3 separate regions of the Mus musculus genome follow, and regions 2 and 3 are each linked to region 1. The links are chromatin contacts, called in public promoter capture Hi-C maps. All regions are on one chromosome and are shown on one strand. Each heading gives the region's core, a stretch centred on a gene start, on an enhancer-like site or on the middle of the called end of the contact. The rest is flanking DNA. Distances are from core to core; before and after follow the strand shown.

Evidence for each region. Promoter capture Hi-C pulls out the DNA fragments that hold promoters and counts their contacts.
Region 2: a promoter capture Hi-C map of embryonic stem cells shows a contact between it and region 1, with 12 read pairs. The contact joins the promoter of Gnai3 here to the promoter of Gstm5 in region 1. A contact is called at or near these places in 23 of 39 promoter capture datasets (3T3-L1-derived adipocytes, the C10 cell line, the HPC-7 cell line and 15 more), 1 of 15 datasets of contacts at CTCF or cohesin (the NIH/3T3 cell line), 8 of 484 Hi-C or Micro-C datasets (Sertoli cells, bone marrow-derived macrophages, erythroblasts and 5 more), 21 of 115 datasets of contacts at active chromatin or transcription factors (the NIH/3T3 cell line, the SCID.adh cell line, bone marrow-derived macrophages and 12 more) and 4 of 9 other capture datasets (adipose tissue, embryonic stem cells, liver and 1 more).
Region 3: a promoter capture Hi-C map of macrophages shows a contact between it and region 1, with 5 read pairs. The contact joins the enhancer-like site here to the promoter of Gstm5 in region 1. A contact is called at or near these places in 16 of 39 promoter capture datasets (the C10 cell line, cranial neural crest, embryonic stem cells and 9 more), 1 of 15 datasets of contacts at CTCF or cohesin (the NIH/3T3 cell line), 6 of 115 datasets of contacts at active chromatin or transcription factors (bone marrow-derived macrophages, craniofacial prominence, embryonic forebrain and 3 more) and 3 of 9 other capture datasets (adipose tissue, liver and pancreatic islet).

What each region holds. Positions count from the first base shown.
Region 1 is chr3:107,894,530-107,897,150 of GRCm38.p6, forward strand. It overlaps Gstm5 (glutathione S-transferase, mu 5), which reads left to right and starts at 1,325. Exons shown (of 8, transcript NM_010360.2): 1 at 1,325-1,469; 2 at 1,769-1,844; 3 at 2,097-2,161. The coding sequence starts at 1,425. It overlaps 4933431E20Rik (RIKEN cDNA 4933431E20 gene), which reads right to left and starts at 1,684. Exons shown (of 3, transcript NR_015459.1): 1 at 1,114-1,684.
Region 2 is chr3:108,144,851-108,147,471 of GRCm38.p6, forward strand. It overlaps Gnai3 (guanine nucleotide binding protein (G protein), alpha inhibiting 3), which reads right to left and starts at 1,302. Exons shown (of 9, transcript NM_010306.3): 1 at 1,038-1,302. The coding sequence starts at 1,155.
Region 3 is chr3:107,672,973-107,675,593 of GRCm38.p6, forward strand. Ahcyl1 (S-adenosylhomocysteine hydrolase-like 1) reads right to left here. Exons shown (of 17, transcript NM_145542.4): 3 at 2,039-2,182; 4 at 1,036-1,136; 5 at 464-566. Among named protein-coding and RNA genes, the nearest start is that of Gm52629, 10 kb to the right of the region's middle. Within about 2 kb of position 1,284, at least 6 of the 459 cell types and tissues checked have an H3K27ac peak or open chromatin away from gene starts, as enhancers often do. A contact at or near this core is called in macrophages, where this site is marked.

The DNA.
Region 1 (2,621 bases), core at 75-2,574:
TCCTGCACAAACATCATGACCAAGAAGCAGTTGGGGAGGAAAGGGTTTATTCAGCTTACATTTCCACATTGCTGTTCATCACTGAAAGAAGTCAGGACTGGAACTCAAGCAGGTCAGGAAGCAGGAGCTGATGAAGAGGCCATGAAGGGCTGTTCCTTACTGGCTTGCTTCCCCTGGCTTGCTCAGCCTGCCCTCTTATAGAACCCAAGACACCCAGCCCAGGGATGGTCCCACCCGCAAGGGGCCTTTCCCCTTTTGTGCTGTTTTACTCCACAATATGCTTATCATTTTCCGACTAACTTGTGGATCCTGAGCATCAGAATGAGGTTACCTGGGGCTGGAGAGATGACTCAGCAGTTAAGAGCACCAACTGCTCTTCCAGAGGTCCTGAGTTCAATTCCCAGCAACCACAAGGTGGCTCACAACAGTCTATAGTGGGATCCAATGCCCTCTTCTGGTGTGACTGAAGAGAGAGAGCGACAGTATACTCACATATATAAAATGAATAAATAAATCTTTTTTAAAAGATGAGGTTACCCTTAGTGGAGTTGTGTTTTAAATGTAAGGTACTAAAACAAAAAAATAGAAGACATCTCAATAATTTTCATACTACATTCTGAAACAGTATATATTGGGCTACGTAAGTATACTATGGATTCATTGCCTCCTTAAAAAAAAAAAAACTAGAAGCAAACCATTTAAAAACAATCATATGTCTGTCTTGCATTATACTGCTAGTGAACATTATGATCTAGATCCTATACACTCCCCACAGAGCAGAGAGAAAACACTCACACCCTCTGTCTGTCTGGCTGTCCATACCCTTTGCAACCTGCCCCAAATGCTTAATGTTTTGACTCCTCCCATAAACCAGCCTAACTCGACAGCACCTGCTGTTTATCTTGCATAGCTATTTGTCACCTTTCGGTGTTTGCTCTACCCTCCTCTTTCCTGGAGTGTCCTTTGAGGCATTTCCAATGTGCATGACCTATCCTTTTTCACAGTGGACCTGTTTAGTGTCCCCAGCCTCCCTCAGTCTTCACAGAGCCATTTGTATCTTACATAGAAAATGTTTCTATCCCCAAAGTACCTTATACCTGAATCGTTTCCTACCTCGTAGTTTTATGTGCCAGCTCAACTGTGCAACATGACTCACGCTTCCCGGGTAACTAAGGTCCAGGCCCCCACTGCCAGAAGAGTAGATGAAGCATCAACAGCCCTGGGAGAAGTTCACACCGGAGGATTTCAGGAGCCGCAGCAGCTGCGCCTGCGCACCGCCCACTGACCACGCGGAGGGCGGGTGGAGCATAGAGCGAGAGAGGAGGAGACAGTTCGGTCGCGTCAGCCCGGCCCACAGCGTCCAGTATAAAGTTAGCCGCCCACAGTCCATCGCTGTATCCCCGAAGGGGCTAAGATCGCCCAAAATGTCATCCAAGTCTATGGTTCTGGGTTACTGGGATATCCGCGGGGTGAGTGGTCCCTCGCCAGCCCAGCCTCTGGGACAGAGAGGTGCAGGCGGCCGGGCGGGGGTCAGGGGCCGGTGGGCCGATCTCCAGCCTACCTATGGGGTCCCCAGGACTGTGGGTAGAGGAATAAGGTACTGGAAGTTCCCGGGCGTGAGCGAAGGGGCTGCCTAAGGACAATTTCCCTGGACAGGACGCAGGAGCTTGGCAGCGTTGGGTTGGGGACATTGACGGAGGGGGCCTGCGAGCAAGTGGGCACTGCGCAGGCGCGCTGACCGGGGTCTTTCTCCATCCCCTGCTTTTAGCTGGCTCATGCTATCCGCATGCTTCTGGAGTTTACTGATACCAGCTATGAGGAGAAACGGTACATCTGTGGGGAAGGTAATGAATGTCTGTGGGTGCGCTACAGTTGTTTTTTACCCAGAGGGTTGTACCACACCAAGATGGTGTGGGACCCCCTGCTCCTGTAAGCTGGGAACTTTGCCAAGAGAGGCCCATAGAGTTATCTCTTGCTGTTCAGGCCCATCTTTGCAGAAACTCAAGGGTTAGTTTTTGGGGATTGGGAACTTGAGATAACAGGTCTAAGTCTCAGCTAGGTCGGTAACGGGCTTGGGTCCCACTTCTCTCTTACAGCTCCTGACTATGATAGAAGCCAATGGCTGGACGTGAAATTCAAGCTAGATCTGGACTTTCCTAACGTAGGTGGTTTTGGAGGAGTGGGCAGAAGGGAAGGCCTTCAAGTGTATCTGTTTTCACTTCATCTCTGGCTTGGGAGCATCTAGATAGAGACTCTTCACGTTTATAGAATGGATAGAATTCAAGGGTCATTGAACAGAACTGAGAATAACATTTTATTTCCTACTAACGTCTGAGAAACACTAATATTCTCCTCTTAAAGGCAGGCTATAAGAGACATGAGTTGATAGCCAGGTCTGTGACTTTATCACTGATAGATTCCAGGTATTTTCATGGTATCCTAAATGTATCCTCATGTGTCCTGGTTGTTAAAACACCTATTTTTTTTTTAAATGTATCCATAATCACCCTACTTTTACATACTTTAAGGTATAAAATATTTACATTTTGCTTTTTAAACGTCTATATGCCACACATACATTCACAGTGACACACAGGATTAAGCACCCTTGTCTAGAGTCA
Region 2 (2,621 bases), core at 52-2,551, 250 kb after region 1:
ATACAGCTGGATTTACTGGTAAGCTAATGCGAGAGAAGTTTATATGATTTACTGGGCCTATCAAAGTTTAAAACGAAATTATCCTGACTGAAACATGTCTGACTAGAGATAAAAAAGCCCACTTGAGTATAAGACAACACGGTGTTTGTAGTCTGAAAGCCAATACATACTTTTATTTTGAAAAACCCAATTAAAAAAAAAAATCAACCCCTCCCAAATAGATCACAATCTCTACAATAAATCTGCCCCAGTCCATATGTTATCCTCTACTATTCCCGACACACATGGTCCCACTGTCCTCTACCCCAAACCTCAAAAATGGCATTCTTTCAATTTCCTCAGCTCACACCATCCCTAGCCCTTTAATTTAAAAAAGGAATCACGGAAGCTCAAGAGAATTTAAAAAAAAAAAAGAGAGAGAGAGAGATTTTAAAAAAAAGTTGAAAAAAGTATTAGTGGCCTCTGCACCCAAGGTCTTTTCTTTTATACCTAAGAACCTGTCATTTATTTCAACCGCCTCCTGGGTGTTCCTGGACAACCCACCTCACTAACAGCACAAAAAGACTTGCGAGCAAGTTCTTTATGTGACCCTCTCTGTACTAGCTTCGCTATTTAATCATTCAATCCTTCCAGCTTTATCCTGACATCAAGTATCAAACTCACACAAACCCTAGACAGGCCCCACCAGACACCATACACTATCCTCCTCAACACGTTCCAGCCCAGTGTGAACCCTCCCTAATTTCGGTCCCTCCCTTTAAGAGCCGTGCCCGGATTCCCAGCACAGTCTCGGGGCTCCAAACTCCCCAACTCTACTAAGTACCATCCCAGCCGGGTTACACCCTCTCCAACCTGAAATCCCCACGCCTTCCGGGGCCTCAGTCGCCAAGCCCAGTACCCGCCCCATTGCTGGGCATCCCCTCCTTGTCCCTTTGGGGTCCTCTCTGCCGGCCTTGGCCAGACCCCGATCAGCTCCGGCTGCTCCCGGGGCCGGGCTCTCCGGCTCCAGCGCTCCAGCTCCGCCCCCAGCCCCTCACCGAGCAGCAGCAGCTTCACTTCTTTGGCCGCTTTCTCCCCGTCCTCCCGCAAGTTGCGGTCGATCATCTTGCTCCGCTCCACCGCCGCCTTGTCCTCGGCGCTCAACGTGCAGCCCATGGCGGCGGCGGGAGAGGGGACCGGGCCCGGGCTCACTCACACACACCGCGGGAATCGCCACACACCGGCGGAGACGGGTCTTCTGCTGGGCGGTGGCCTTCTCCGTCAGCTCCCCTAGCTCCCGGAAGAACCGGATGTGTGCTGTTTACGACACTTCCGGCGACGCCCAGCGGCCGTTACTACTTAGAGCGCTGTGCCAGTGGGAGGCGGAGGTGGTACGGAGAGCGGAAGTTCCCTGGTACCTGACTGTCCCCGTGGAGTGATGGCGAGCCTTCGCTCCGCACCTCCCAGCCTTAATACCCTTTTACTTCTCCGGCTCCTGGACTTGGATTCCAAGTGTAGAAAAAGCGGGACTTCCAGCACGTGGTGTGCTCTGGAGGTTTGGCGGTGAGGATCAGATTCTCAAATGAGAGCTCACAGTCCTCTGGGAATTGCTGTTGGGAAAAGCCTCCCTCTCCAGAAAACAAACAAACAAAAAAACCTTTTTTCCTTTTCATCTGTGATTTGGAGCCCAGGTCTCTGTCCAGAGCCGCGTGTTGGGCACTTCAGCCAAAGTTCCCTCCGTCTGATCCTTGAGCTGCCCAGCCTGGATGTTCACCCATTCCTCTGGCTACACCCATTATGCCAAGTATATATTAGTCCTTCTGCTACAACGTATGGATTTCTGTGAGCTGTACATATGCCTGGCACTCCTATGTTGGCAAAGGATCACTCGACCGCATCAAGTAATAGAGAGTGAAAAATAGGTAGTAAGTATTAGAATATGAAACTAGGTGTAATTCATTTATAATATTTCCACGCTTCCCTTTCTTCCAGGTAAACCTGAGGACTTAGTTCCATACCCAGAAATAAACGAGCTAATCTCTAATCTAACAAGAGTTCCTCTGTGATAGCCACAGAAAGGGGGAAGTTTGGTAAAAGTTGTCTTTCTACTATCTCCTGAATATTGGCTCTGTGAAGAATATCCTAAAGTCCCTACTAAATAGACCCACAATGACTCAACACCCGTTTTAAGAAGGGGCATTTTTTTACAGCCATTGAAACATTTCCCTGGAATTTAAAACATTTCTCTAGTAGGAGGTAACTTAAGCTACAAATTCCCAAGAGAAAGGTCTATAGTGAAAATTAATTAATTAGAACCATCTAATTAGATTAACCTCGTCCACGTCACCCATAATGCTTGTCAATTCCAAGTCTGGAAAGTCTCCCACTCATTTCCAAAAGAAACTGCTTTTCCTTTCTGATCACTTCTAGGGGGGAAAGGGTCAAGAGGAAAGGGGGAAACACAACATTATTGAGTACCTTTTTGCCAGGTAGGCACTTCCATGTCTCATCTCTTAATCCTCACAACAACCCTGTGAGGTAGGTAATATTAATCCCCATTGTCGCCAATGAGAAAATGGGCTCAGAGGAATTCAGTCGCTTTCCCACGTCCACACAGTAAGTACATCTGTCTAGTTTCAACT
Region 3 (2,621 bases), core at 34-2,533, 220 kb before region 1:
TTAATTAAAACTTATAGCACATATATTTTAGTATACTCCAAATTGCAAATAATCCATTAACTATCAATATAAAAGACACTACCTACAGTGTTCTCTCAAAATTGATTAAGACTTTTGGGGAGAAGAGACCAGCTGAGCTCACATTTACTATTCTGCCTTCATTCATTTAACATTAGAATTGAGTATTTCCTTAGGTGTTTGTGGTTTTTGTTTTAAAGTATACCTCGGTTTTAGTATACATTTCTTCCTGTTCTCTTCACCCCTGTCATGATAATGGGGATCGAATTCACTGTTGCACTACATGCCAGGGAACTACTCCACCATTAAGCTTTATATCCAGGCTCTGTTGTTTTAAGACTGCCCAAATTTATAGACCCCAGATATACAAGGTATAATGACAATTCTGCTGTGTTGTATTTAATTACTTGAGGCAAAGTTGGTAGAAAAAAAAAATGGAACTCACCAGCCTCAGCCAGTGCTGCAGCTACTTCATTCTGAGTTGAATAGATGTTGCAGGCAGACCAGCGGCACTGAGCTCCCAGGGCACAAAGGGTCTCAATTAATACCTATGGATGTACGGAAAGATGAGTGAGGAAAGTGGGGCTACACAGGAGCAGGGGACAAATGTCAGCAAGAGGACAGTCTCTGTAACATCACAGAGCTGACCCGGCACTAGAGAAGTACACAAAGGTACAAGTCAGCTGTGTGGCACAGTTACTTATCTAGGCCTGAAAGACATGTTCCTAAAAGTCTTTAAACATTTTTATTACAATCATTTTACATCCCCCTGAGTCGGCTAGGTAGGAGGAAAGGCATGCTCATTCATCTGTCTGCCTGTCTACGGTTTTTAAGACAGTTTCTCTGTGTAGTCCTGGCTGGACTCAAACTCACTCTGTAGATCAGGCTGCCCTCCGACTCACAGAGATTCGTCTGCTTCTTTGCCACCACTGCCTGGGGTGGCATGTTTATTTCTAATAAAGAAGAGTTTTCTTCCCCGTATATCAGAGTCCCTCTATTTTCTTCCAACAAACTCACCGCTGTCTGGGCCGTGATGTGCGTACAGCCCACTATTTTAGCACCAGCCAAAGGCTTCTCTCCCTGAGCACGTTTCCTGAGTGAAATCAGAGCAGACATGTCTGTGGAAGAACAGAGGATCTGAGCCAGGTCCACACTACCAACACCATTCGCTCCTGTCCAGCCACGAGCAGTGTTAGGTCTGCTGACCCATGGCGAAATGGGGTAGAAAATATCAAACATATTTCCCTCATGACTAGATGTTTCACCAATGGAGTAACTGGAGGTTATGATGTAAGTACAATTGGCGGGTCTTGCTTCTGCTTTATACATACAAAGGCCTGAGCAGAGAAAGAATTAAACTTTCCAAACTGGCCAAAATAAACAGACTTCCATATGTCTTCATCAGTCCAGGAGGGATGACTGTGAACTCAGTGGAAGACATTTCTATTTTTCTCTATTATCTTACCTGAGCTTGTCAAGATCGGAGTAAGAAACACAACTTCAACATGAAAAAAACCAAAACACAGAAGAGCAGAGACCCTTGGAGAAGTGTAGAGGAAGAGAGAAATTAAGATGCAGTTGACTGTCAGTCACCTGTATTCCGTTCCAGCTGAGGGAGTCTAGGACTTAATGAGACCCCAGGCTACCACAACCTTAGGTGAGAAACCTATCATATCACCTGCTTCTGGGAAATCCGGGTCTCTGTATTGGCAGCTAGAAAAATATCCCACACAAATAACCACTATGTTATGATCCAACACTTGCTGACTATGCACTGTAGACCTGTGAGTATGGTGTCATGATGAGGAGAACAGAAACCACTCTGTAATTACCATACACTGGGAACAGAAAAAAAAGAAAACAAAACAAAACACACCCAAGAATCCTAAGGCTCAGTTTCCATATAGAGAGAAGTGTTTATCCAAAGTGTGAGAAACTCTTTTCCAGGACACTTAAATTGTCCAGGTCCTGATAAGCAGTGCAAAGGTGCTTCTGGCCCTCTGCTCATTTCCTCCTTTACCTTGCTCTGCAATCTCAATCTCCCGGCGTCCAAACTCTGCCTGCTTGATGTTCTTCACACAGAAATTGCTGCTGCCCTTCGAGTTGGTTTGCTGCTTCTCTCGAGGGGAAACCTCATCATCAGAGCTATCTGTATAGGATGCAGCTAGAGACAGCAAAGAAACAGGGAAAGAAAAACCTCAATGGCCCAAACTCCACTGAGTACAGTCCCCAGGGGACTGTTATTTAAGTGAAGCGAACACTTTTAATTGCAGGTCCCTTTTACGTCATCAGTTCTGTTCCTCCAGGCTCTAAGAGCTGGTGTGAATGAAACTGTATGCTTAGCACTGCAGCTCTTTCACTCACTCACCCTAGGATACTTTGCCAGCAGTGTGTGTGACAGAGAAGTATGGAGCCTAATCCTGTACCACTTGTGGTGATGCTCCATTACAGTTACTTGGCTCCTCTGGACTGTACCCAGACTCTATAAGAATGGAGTAACAGTGATAAGGATGCCATTTCTATAGACCACTGGTTCTCAGCTTACACATCTATCAGAATGATCTGCTTGTTGAAGTACAGATTGCTAGGTTCCTGGACAAAGT